Regions from separate parts of the Culex quinquefasciatus genome. Here region 2 is linked to region 1. The links are chromatin contacts, called in public Hi-C maps. All regions are on one chromosome and are shown on one strand. The core of a region is the stretch at or near the end of the contact, and the rest is flanking DNA. Distances in the headings are between cores, read along the strand shown. Region 1 holds the start of LOC6042115 (proteasome assembly chaperone 4). Region 2 holds the start of LOC6042120 (transmembrane protein 186).

Region 1 (4,780 bases), core at 1,710-4,209:
GGAAATGTCTGTTTACGAATCAGACTGGATGTGGACTTGGATGAATTACCTCAAGGAAATGTTCGTTTACGAATCGAACTGTAAAGGCCTCTTGGAAATGTCTGTTTACGAATCAGACTGGATGTGGACCGAGAGGAATTGCATCAAGGAAATGTTCGTTTACGAATCGAACTGGAAAGGCCTCTTGGAAATGTCTGTTTACGAATCAGACTGGATGTGGACCTGGATAAATTGCCTCAAGGAAATGTTCGTTTACGAGTCGAACTGTAAAGGCTTCTTGGAAATGTCTGTTTACGAATCAGACTGGACGTGGACCTGGATGAATTACCTCAAGGAAATGTTCGTTTACGAGTCGAACTGGAAAGGCCTCTTTGAAATGTCTGTTTACGAATCAGACTGGTTATGGTCAGGGACGGTCGCTTGGAATTGTTCGTTTACGGGACTAACTATGATGACCACTGAAGATATACCGCATTTACGAATTTCTAGGAAAAATCCACCGGAACAAAGTGCGATGGGACGCTACATGGCTCGGTTTTAACGCGGGGAGGGACACCCACAATCATGGATCAGATTTGTTTGTTTTGGAGCGGACACAGAATTGATTATCATTGGAAATCAAACGAATTAATCGCGTTGTGGGATGTACGTGAAGAACAGAACTGCTTGGATGAAAAGCGGAGGTGGTGTGGCGAATACAGTTAACTTCATCCATGGCAAATTCGGTTAATTTATATCTATTTAAACCACGAATGGGTTCAATCGCTTGTGCGTGTACTAACAAGAGCAGAATACGAAGAGAAGGCAGACGAGCCCAGCAGGCCTCGCAGGCTCGTTGAAGTCTAAGAAATGTCTCGTTGACAAAGGTAAAGTAGGCAAAAACAGATTCAATTTCGATAGATGTCTTCAAGAAGTCTCGATGAAATGCCGGGAAAAAGTCGATTAATTTGTAAGAAGTTTTCTTTGATACGATTATTAAAAAAAATTAAAAAAATAGTCTTTTGCCCATACATGTTTTCTTTTTAAAACAAATAACAGTTTCAAATATAGGAGCAATACGTAAGGAAACGTACGCACTTTGTAAGGAAACTTGTAAGAGACGAAAAAAAACACGTGACTGCCGAAGAGATAATTAAACTCTTTATCGATACAGTGGGTGGTAAGCCAGTCTCTGTAATGCCTGGTGGAGGTAGCATCATAAGAACGGTTGGTTCCGAGGTTGGTTCAGGTGCGCTTCTATTAAAAAAAAAAAAGTTTCCATCGTACATTTTTGTGTTACACAGCCTAATGATTAACAGGATTGTTCTGGAGGAGTCATGACTATGTTCTAATATTTAAACAAATTGGAGAAAATAACTTAAGAGATTTTTTATTTTTTAATCATTACCCCGGAGAAGAGGGAAGATGTGAGTATTGTGCCAACCTTGTTGTATAGGACCCCATTGTACCGCTGTAAATAGAGCCCAAATGACAGTCCGGCCGTTGGACCGACGCTCAGTCAGCGAGCGCATTCTCTCCGCAACAGCGGCCGCGGTTACTCCGGTGCTGGGGATTCTTCCCGGACGATGTCGAGTGTCCACAAACATCAATATCAATCAATCAATCAATTGTCAAAAAAAAGAATACTGTTTGGAATTTTCTAAACTTTTTGGAAGTATATTTTCCAGTTGTGTTTTTCTACATTTTTTTTTTGGCTTTATGTTAAGTATTATCTAAATGTACTTTTGTTAATGTTCTAATTTGAAGATTAATTTTTCTCAAAAGTATACATTTGGGTGACAAGAATTAAATTAACAGCCTCCTTTTCAAGTCTTTTCTAAGATGAATTAAGAATTATTACTAAATGTTAGCCAAATTATAGAATACAAGATTTTCATGCAAAACTGCCCTAAAAAATTGCAAATGCTTGTTTGGCATAAAATATCATGTAAGTGTCTCGCCCTTGACAATTTAACAACCATACCTCATAACTTTTTGTTCAAAATAGAAAAAAAACTGAAAATAATCTTTTACTAATTACATCATTAATCAAATAGACACTTTTTTGATAGTTAGAAAATTAACTTTCACAAAAAAAAGTGATTATCTCATTTGCCTTATGTATGGTAATCATGTATGGTCCCCTTGGAAATCATGTATGGTCCCCTTGGAACGAGCTGTCAAGTAGGACCTTTTCTGTCAAGAAGGGTTGCAAAGCTAATTTTTGAAAATTGATGTTAAAATAGTTTTTAAATCTTTTGCGGTCGTACAAAGGGTCATGTACTCAGAAAAATAAGCTTTATCGTTGTGAACAATAATATCACAAATTTAATCCTAATTTTAAAACCCAATTGGGTTCTACTTTTTAATTTATTTTTATTGCACTAAAATAAAAAAAAGTGATCAGAAATGGTGGATCAATCGGACCGCGCACTGGACTCACAATCCAGAGGTCGCCGGTTCGAATCCCGCGGCGGGCGCTCTAAAAAATCTTTGTGTAAATATGGGTATTCGGTGCCGTCGCTCCGTGCCATACTTTCATACACTTAGGAGCCCAGGGCGGCGAAGTCCTTGTAGATAAAAGGAAGACACTAGTGGTTGGTACTAGCAATGGTGGCCGACAGCTATAAAGTCAACTTCGTCGATCAGAAATGGTTTTAAATGGTGCTTACTACCGTTGTACATGAAAATTGACCTAGGGCTTTAGAAGTCTATTTAAAGGGGAGCACCACCAGAAAAATGAGCAACTTTTTTCGAAAACGCCAAAACTCGTTTTCCCATCACAGCGCCATAATGAACTTCTGCGGCAGTAGCTTGAACTACCTGGTTGAATGCCCTTCTAAAAAATATTGCAAATGAAATAACGCATTAGTAACGAGTTTATATCAGTGACGCCTCGTAACGTACATAATGCTTCGTATAACATGACATCTGTCAATAGCGTTGTTTTTCACTGACGTTTGTTTGTTTTGCTTTTATTGATTTCTTGAGTTTTTTTTGAAAAGGACCAATAAGCTATTGTCTTTCATATGTTTATAGGTCGTTTTCAAAAAAAACTCAAGATTTGTTGTTCGGCGTATCGCTTGCTGTCTCGCTTTTTGCAAGCTCATATTCAAGGTTAAAATTAAAGAATTTTCTAATTTTATAGACTTAACAGCAAATTATTTTATTAATTTTAGCACAACAATGGCCACTCCCCTGCCGTCCAACTTCAGCTCGCACCTGTGCAGCGTTGAGGTTTGCGACGTCCAGTACAACATGCGGATCCTGAAGATGAAGGACTCGGTGTTCATATACATTGGCGAGAATAAAGCGGAGAACTTTGACGAAATGGCAATGGCTCTACCAACGGAGACGAGTGAAATTTGCTCCACCACCATTATGGGAGAAGTGGTGGGTTGTGGCTCGGAAGACCTGGCCCAGAAGTTGGCCAGAAAGCTGAAGAAACAGGTCTACCTCAGTGCCAACGTGCCGAACGACCGGATAGTTCGGCCCTCGATTGAGCGGAAGCTGTTCGAGGAGATCAACAACAATCGGGAATGCTTTTGAGGTGGAATAATAAGGATATGGATGTGGAAGGATCCCTCAATACTGCCTGGAATTTTGTAGGGGATTAGCTCAACAAAACCGCTTATGCTAACAAATCGAATAAACATGCTTTGCTGCAGTATATTTTTGTAATCTATTGCTAAATATATGGAATTAGTCTTAAATAAACTGTGTTTTCTTTCATTACTTTTCCTTTTATTTAACCAATTGACCTTGACGTATCAACTTTTTAGTAAATCAATGGCCGTGTGCTCTCTCGTTCTATCTAGGTTGGAATCCCAGCAAGCTTAGCACAAGAGAGACCACCGGCATCGAAATATTAAAAATGCTACACGTCCACAGAAATAATATCATTGAAATATTTTATCGCGGAATGAGGACATATTTTGAGACTGAAAAAATGTGTAATACAGTGGACTCTCTCGTTGTCAATATTGAAGGGACCGTCGAGAGCGGGAGTTATCAAATTATAGAACGAAAAATCAAAGCAATCTATTTGAAGGGACTGAAAAATTTATTGACAGCTGGAGAAATATTGGTATCGAGAAGATCGATAGCCAGAGAGTCCACTGTATTACCTCCTTCCACGTGTAAATTTACATTAATTTACATTGTTGTATGTGTAATTGCATTTATATAATTCCAACCAACCAATTCCAAAACCATATAAGTCCAACGATCAAATTATCAACAAAGCTGTCAACCCTCTTCTTCTCTGTATGTGTTACGTAATATTTGAAATGTTGACGTATTTTTAAAGTAACGATGAACCAACATTAGACCCCGTTATAAGTACCTTGTTTTACCTTGTTACATAAAAACATATTTGACACAATTTGAGTTAGGGGAACAGCATCTAATTCCAGCGTGCTTCTAATGTTGGCAGGTCAGAACTTTGACATTCAATTAAAGCTAATTAAAAGCGTTTTCAACTGAAATCGAGTGATAAATAGCTCAATAAGAAGTGAGCAAGCAAGTTTCTATCAAAAGTTTTGCAAAATTAGTTGTTTAAATAGTGAAAATCAGCAAATTGGATGGAGTTAGGAGCGAGTGCTTAACCTGCCAAACATACGAGAATTTCCCCTATGTAGAATCGGTACATAAGTTCATATCAAATTATGTTTCTGGTATCAAATCGCTCAACAACATTGCACGAACTCCATTTTCTGAGTCAATCCAACCAAATAACTGAACAATTTCTCGAAACACAAGACAAATTGCTCAAGGTTGTACCACAGACAAACAGACGTGA
Region 2 (4,780 bases), core at 775-3,274, 160 kb before region 1:
CTGAACGCCAACCGCGTCGTCGGTCCCTGGTGCAGCCCGCGCCACATCTTGACAACCTGCCTGCTCGCGACGTCCCACATCCGAAGCAGCCCCGATCGATGCGCAGAAACGACGTGCTCGCCACCGTTGGCCAGCGCGAATGTGTAGACCGAATCTTCGGCGATTCCATCGTCGTCGTCGGTTGTTGAAGGATTGGCGCCGAAAATGACCGGTTCCGAGGAATCATCGTTGACGGAGATCAGATTGATGGCACCCGAGTTTTGGCACAGCAGTTCCTGCCCATTCGGGGACCACTGGACGGTGCCGCCGGTGTAGAACGCCTTGTACTGGTTCTGGACTTCGTAACTGTAAAGAGTTTGAATGTTATCAGATGTTAAGTTATTGAAGCGAAAAAAACAAAGAACAGCTCTAAAGGAAGTTAGATATAGGTAAAAAATATTTTTTTTTTATTTTGAAGCCAACTTGAATTTCAAAAGATAAAAAACTGCAAGGGCAAAAATAATAAAATGCAGTTCAAACTTGATCATTGATAAAATCAATACCAGTGAACTTCATCAATTAGCCGAAGTTAACACTTTGGATGTTATGTCCAATAAGATAATTGATGCATTTCGACAAAAATCATTGCAGTCTTCAGCTGCATTGATCCGCTCTTTATATAGTTTATAAGTTAGTTTTAAGGTATCCCTTTTTCCCTTTGTACATGTAGGCCCTCCTACATATGAAATCACTGAATAGCGAAAGCTACAATATTTCATGAATAAATGAAAATTGCTAGAATTTAAAATTGAGGTGAAAAGTCATCAATTGTGATTGGACACTCAATAATATTTTAACTGAATGAATGTACATGGAAAAAAAAAAATCTGAATAAATATAAATAAAAAAAAAAAAAAAAAATCAGTACTAAATAAGAACGATTGAAGTATTCGAATGTTTATTTTTCAATTGCAATCATATTTTGACACTTTTACAATTAAAACTGTATTTTTTATTGCGCAAAAATAAGATTTATTGAAAAAACTTGTTTTTTGTCTTTTATTTTTTTTATTTACAGAAAAATAGCAGTTACAGTCCAGAATCTATTATACGAAGGCCTCAGAATTTTTTTTTCTTTATCTATTGCCCAGCTTTGACCCCTAAACTTCGCTAAAGTGATTAAGAATGTTTAAATGGCGGTTTAAGGCAATCAACATTCAAATTCGCTAATCGCAGAACTCAAACACGAAAAAAAAAATGATTATACGAAGGCCCATAAAAACCTTTGGATAATCGAAACTTCGGAAAATCGAGGCTTCGGATAATCGAGTCTGGACTGTACTACGTTTTAAGTATTCATTTTGAGGTATTATTTATTATAGTGAAAAAAGTTCAATAAATCCGAATTTGAGATTGAGTCAGAAAATAAATATTTTATAAAAAGGCCAATATGTAATTAAGCTTAAATATGCGATTTTGTTGTTCACAATGATAAAGCTTATTTTTCTGAGTACAATTTAAATAAAATTAAAATGAAAAAAGTGCTTTAGAACTCTTTCGAATAACAATAATATTTTTATAACAAAAAATGTTGTATTAAATAATTTTAAAACACACATTTCAAATAATTCAAACAATAGAAACAACAAATAAATTGAATGAATACTATTCCCAAATTTTTCAGATAAATATATTTTAAAAACTTTTGATTTCAAAATAACCGCCTTTACTGGCGTCTTACTGTACCAAAACAAACGAGGTTCGAAAGCAAAAACAGTACGCATTTTTTGAACGCTTGTAACAAAGCAAAAATAGCAGTAAACTGTGGAAATATTTCTAAACTATACTTACACTTCCTTTAGCTTTATCTTGGCACTCATTTTAACAACTTTTCCAACTTTTTACACCTAAAAAACTATATAAATTGCAACCAAACTGAACCGACAACGTTGGTCAACAAATCGCACGTGCGCTTTTAAAACGAGAACTGTCAAAAGTCAAACAGCTGATTATCTGACAGTTCTCTAGTTTGTTTTGAATCTAGTACCTCACTTTCATTGCATCATGCAAAATTTGTGTTGAAAATTCGCTCTGAAAATATTCTGATTTTTCGTGGAATAGCTTGAAAATAATTGATGGAAGTAGTTTGACAAGTTCAAAGATTACCTAACAAAAGCCTTCAAAATGTTACAAGCGCTCCGAAGTTGCCCGCTGTCACGAATTTCACTCGCGCTCAAACCAACTTCATCGCCGGCATTTCGTTCCTCCCCTGGGCTGCTGGTGCGACAATGCTCCACAAAATCATCACAACCAGCTGCGCCAGAAAAGGTTCCCCAAAACGAGCCGCCGTCGCACGTTGAAGATTCCACCAAGTGGTACACCCTGTACCACTTCCGAGGAATCATGCTGACGGCGGCTTTCAAGCGGTTGAAGCTGTACCCGGCGGGTCTCACGGCGGTAACGGTTCCCACCTGTTTGGCGCTGGCCTACGCGGACATTTGCTCCGTTACGACGGCACAGATTTTCGGATCTGTTGGTGAGAAGTCATAAATTTGCATTTGACTTCAAAACTTAAATTTTATTTTATTTAATTAATTTTAGGCTTCACAACCACCTTGACCCTGCTGGCGTTTAGCTATTTCACGAACAATCTGGTCGGTTACGTGTACACCGACGATGAGGGCAAGCAGGTGAAAATATCGTACGTGGACCCCGGCGGTAAGCGGCAGAACCGCATCTATCCGGTGGACAACATCGTGCCCCGGTCGGAGCTGCAGCGGACACTGCTGAAGTTTTACTTTCCCATCAAGAACCACGATAACGGCGAGGTGTACCGGATTGTGCACCGGTATGGGGAGGTTTACGATGAGAAAACTTTTACGAAGGTGTTTGGTAGAGAGTGATGTAGGTTTGTTGTGTAATAAACTTATTTTCTAGATTGAAGAAAAAAAACTTGATTATAATCCGAAATATTTATCAGATCATATACTAAGCTTTATTTAAAATACAGCAGATTTTTATTTGAGGCTACAAACCGAAGTATGTACCAAAATAGTTTGCATACCTAGTTTTTGTTAGGGGTGACAATTATTTTTGTTGGGGGTGACAATTATTTTAAAATTTTGTGAGCCCTCATCATTTAATCTGTTAGATTTAGTACGTTCCATTCTAGTACTTCATATAAAATGACTTCATGTAAAATAACGCCTGAAAGCAACGTGTGACGAATGTGGAAAACGAATGAAAGGGATCACACAACTTCGATTGATGGCCACTTCTGTATATAGTGGCGCTGCAAAAGTAAAATGAAAAAGAAAAAAAATTTAGCAAAAAAGGGAAAATGGAATTGTTAACAAGCCGTCTATCCTGCGCACGCCAGTGAATGTTTACGTTTAACATTTAATTATTTAAAAAATGCATCGTAAATTTGGTTTTAAAGTTAATTCTAAAGTCCCACAAGCATTCGTGATATAATAATTCTAGAGGATTGTTATAAAAGATCCTACAACATACGAAACCCCATAGTTATAGGACCTAAAAATACTCTAAATTTCCTCCAAGGTTTTCTACTCTGTCTCTATAATATAAAATATTTTTTTTATATAAAAGTCATGGCCTGTACCTCAGCAATGCAAGAATGGATCAAATTGCTGAAAAAAATCTTAAAATCAAAAAAGGTTATAAAAATCTTTTAAAATATATTTTTGGCAGTATCAAAAAATGCATAGCAATGCCAAAAAAGTCTGTCAAACAATATTGATCATCAGTTTTCAGTGTAAGTGCAATAGAGCATTCTACGTGCGTATGTATTGCGTGTACGTACACGAAAATAAAGTGAGGTTAAATTTTTTCAGCCAGCAAAATCAAATGGTGCGCTAGTGTGCGTACGCGAAACGTCATAAAGCTCTATACAACATATAAAAAAAGTAAGTAAAGTTTGTAAAAATCACAAAATCTATGCATTGAATATTCTATAAAAATATGGGAAAAATATTTACTTTATTGCCAAATTTAATGCCATTTCCAGTTAAAATTTCTATTTAAATGAGTTTTTTTTCAATTCTTGCTTTAAGTTAGTATGATGGCAATTAGTATTTTTCATGATTTTCTTTTATGGATTTTTACCAAAGTTCTATTTTGGGGATTTAAATAAATGATTTAATTGTGGATTTTGAAATGAAACATTAAACACATTCTTACTACTCAAATTTGTAAGTAAAACAGTGGCCACAATGGCAGCCCGATTATTTTCAATAATAGATTTTACCGCAACTTTTTTATAAAAAAGTAAAAAAAAAATACTAGAAATGGTTTCATAATTTAAATATATAATTTTTGTTTGTTTGTTATTCAAACGTTAGTTTAAAAAAAAAATGCTGAAAATATTTCCAACAGCCTAAGTAGAAAATGACAAACAAATTTTAGCACAACTTTTTAAACTGCAAAATATGAAATTGTTAATCTCTTAACCCTTTCAAGCCTGAATTTTCAAAAAAATATTTTTTTAGTTGATTATTGGAAAATGATCCTGAGGACCATACAAAAATTATAGGCTTAAATTCAAAATTGAATATCTCGTGAACTAAATATAAAAAATTTACTTAAACGTAGGGTTAGTGAAATCACGGTTTCGCGGACAGCGTGAAATCCGCGAAATTTGTTTTTTTTTGTGTGAAACTGTAACTATTTTTCTCAAAATATTTTATCAAACTTGAAATAGGAATGAAAATATTCTTAAAAAATACTGTAGAACTAAGCGAGTGAATACCCTTGTTCAATTAATAAAATAATATATAGGGTT

What was found. A called contact is a pair of places that touch in the nucleus more often than the background predicts.
Region 2: a contact with region 1 is called in a Hi-C map of whole body, with 5 times the contacts expected there. The contact joins the promoter of LOC6042120 here to the promoter of LOC6042115 in region 1. A contact is called at or near these places in 2 of 2 Hi-C or Micro-C datasets (both in whole body).

Annotation. Positions count from the first base shown.
Region 1 is chr2:175,630,307-175,635,086 of VPISU_Cqui_1.0_pri_paternal, reverse strand. It overlaps LOC6042115 (proteasome assembly chaperone 4), which reads left to right and starts at 2,959. Exons shown (of 2, transcript XM_038254960.1): 1 at 2,959-3,096; 2 at 3,159-3,696. The coding sequence starts at 3,166. The coding sequence ends at 3,528.
Region 2 is chr2:175,789,626-175,794,405 of VPISU_Cqui_1.0_pri_paternal, reverse strand. It overlaps LOC6042120 (transmembrane protein 186), which reads left to right and starts at 2,024. Exons shown (of 2, transcript XM_001851217.2): 1 at 2,024-2,515; 2 at 2,581-2,931. The coding sequence starts at 2,164. The coding sequence ends at 2,882. It overlaps LOC6042121 (transducin beta-like protein 3), which reads right to left and starts at 1,979. Exons shown (of 2, transcript XM_001851218.2): 1 at 1,831-1,979; 2 at 1-345. The coding sequence starts at 1,859.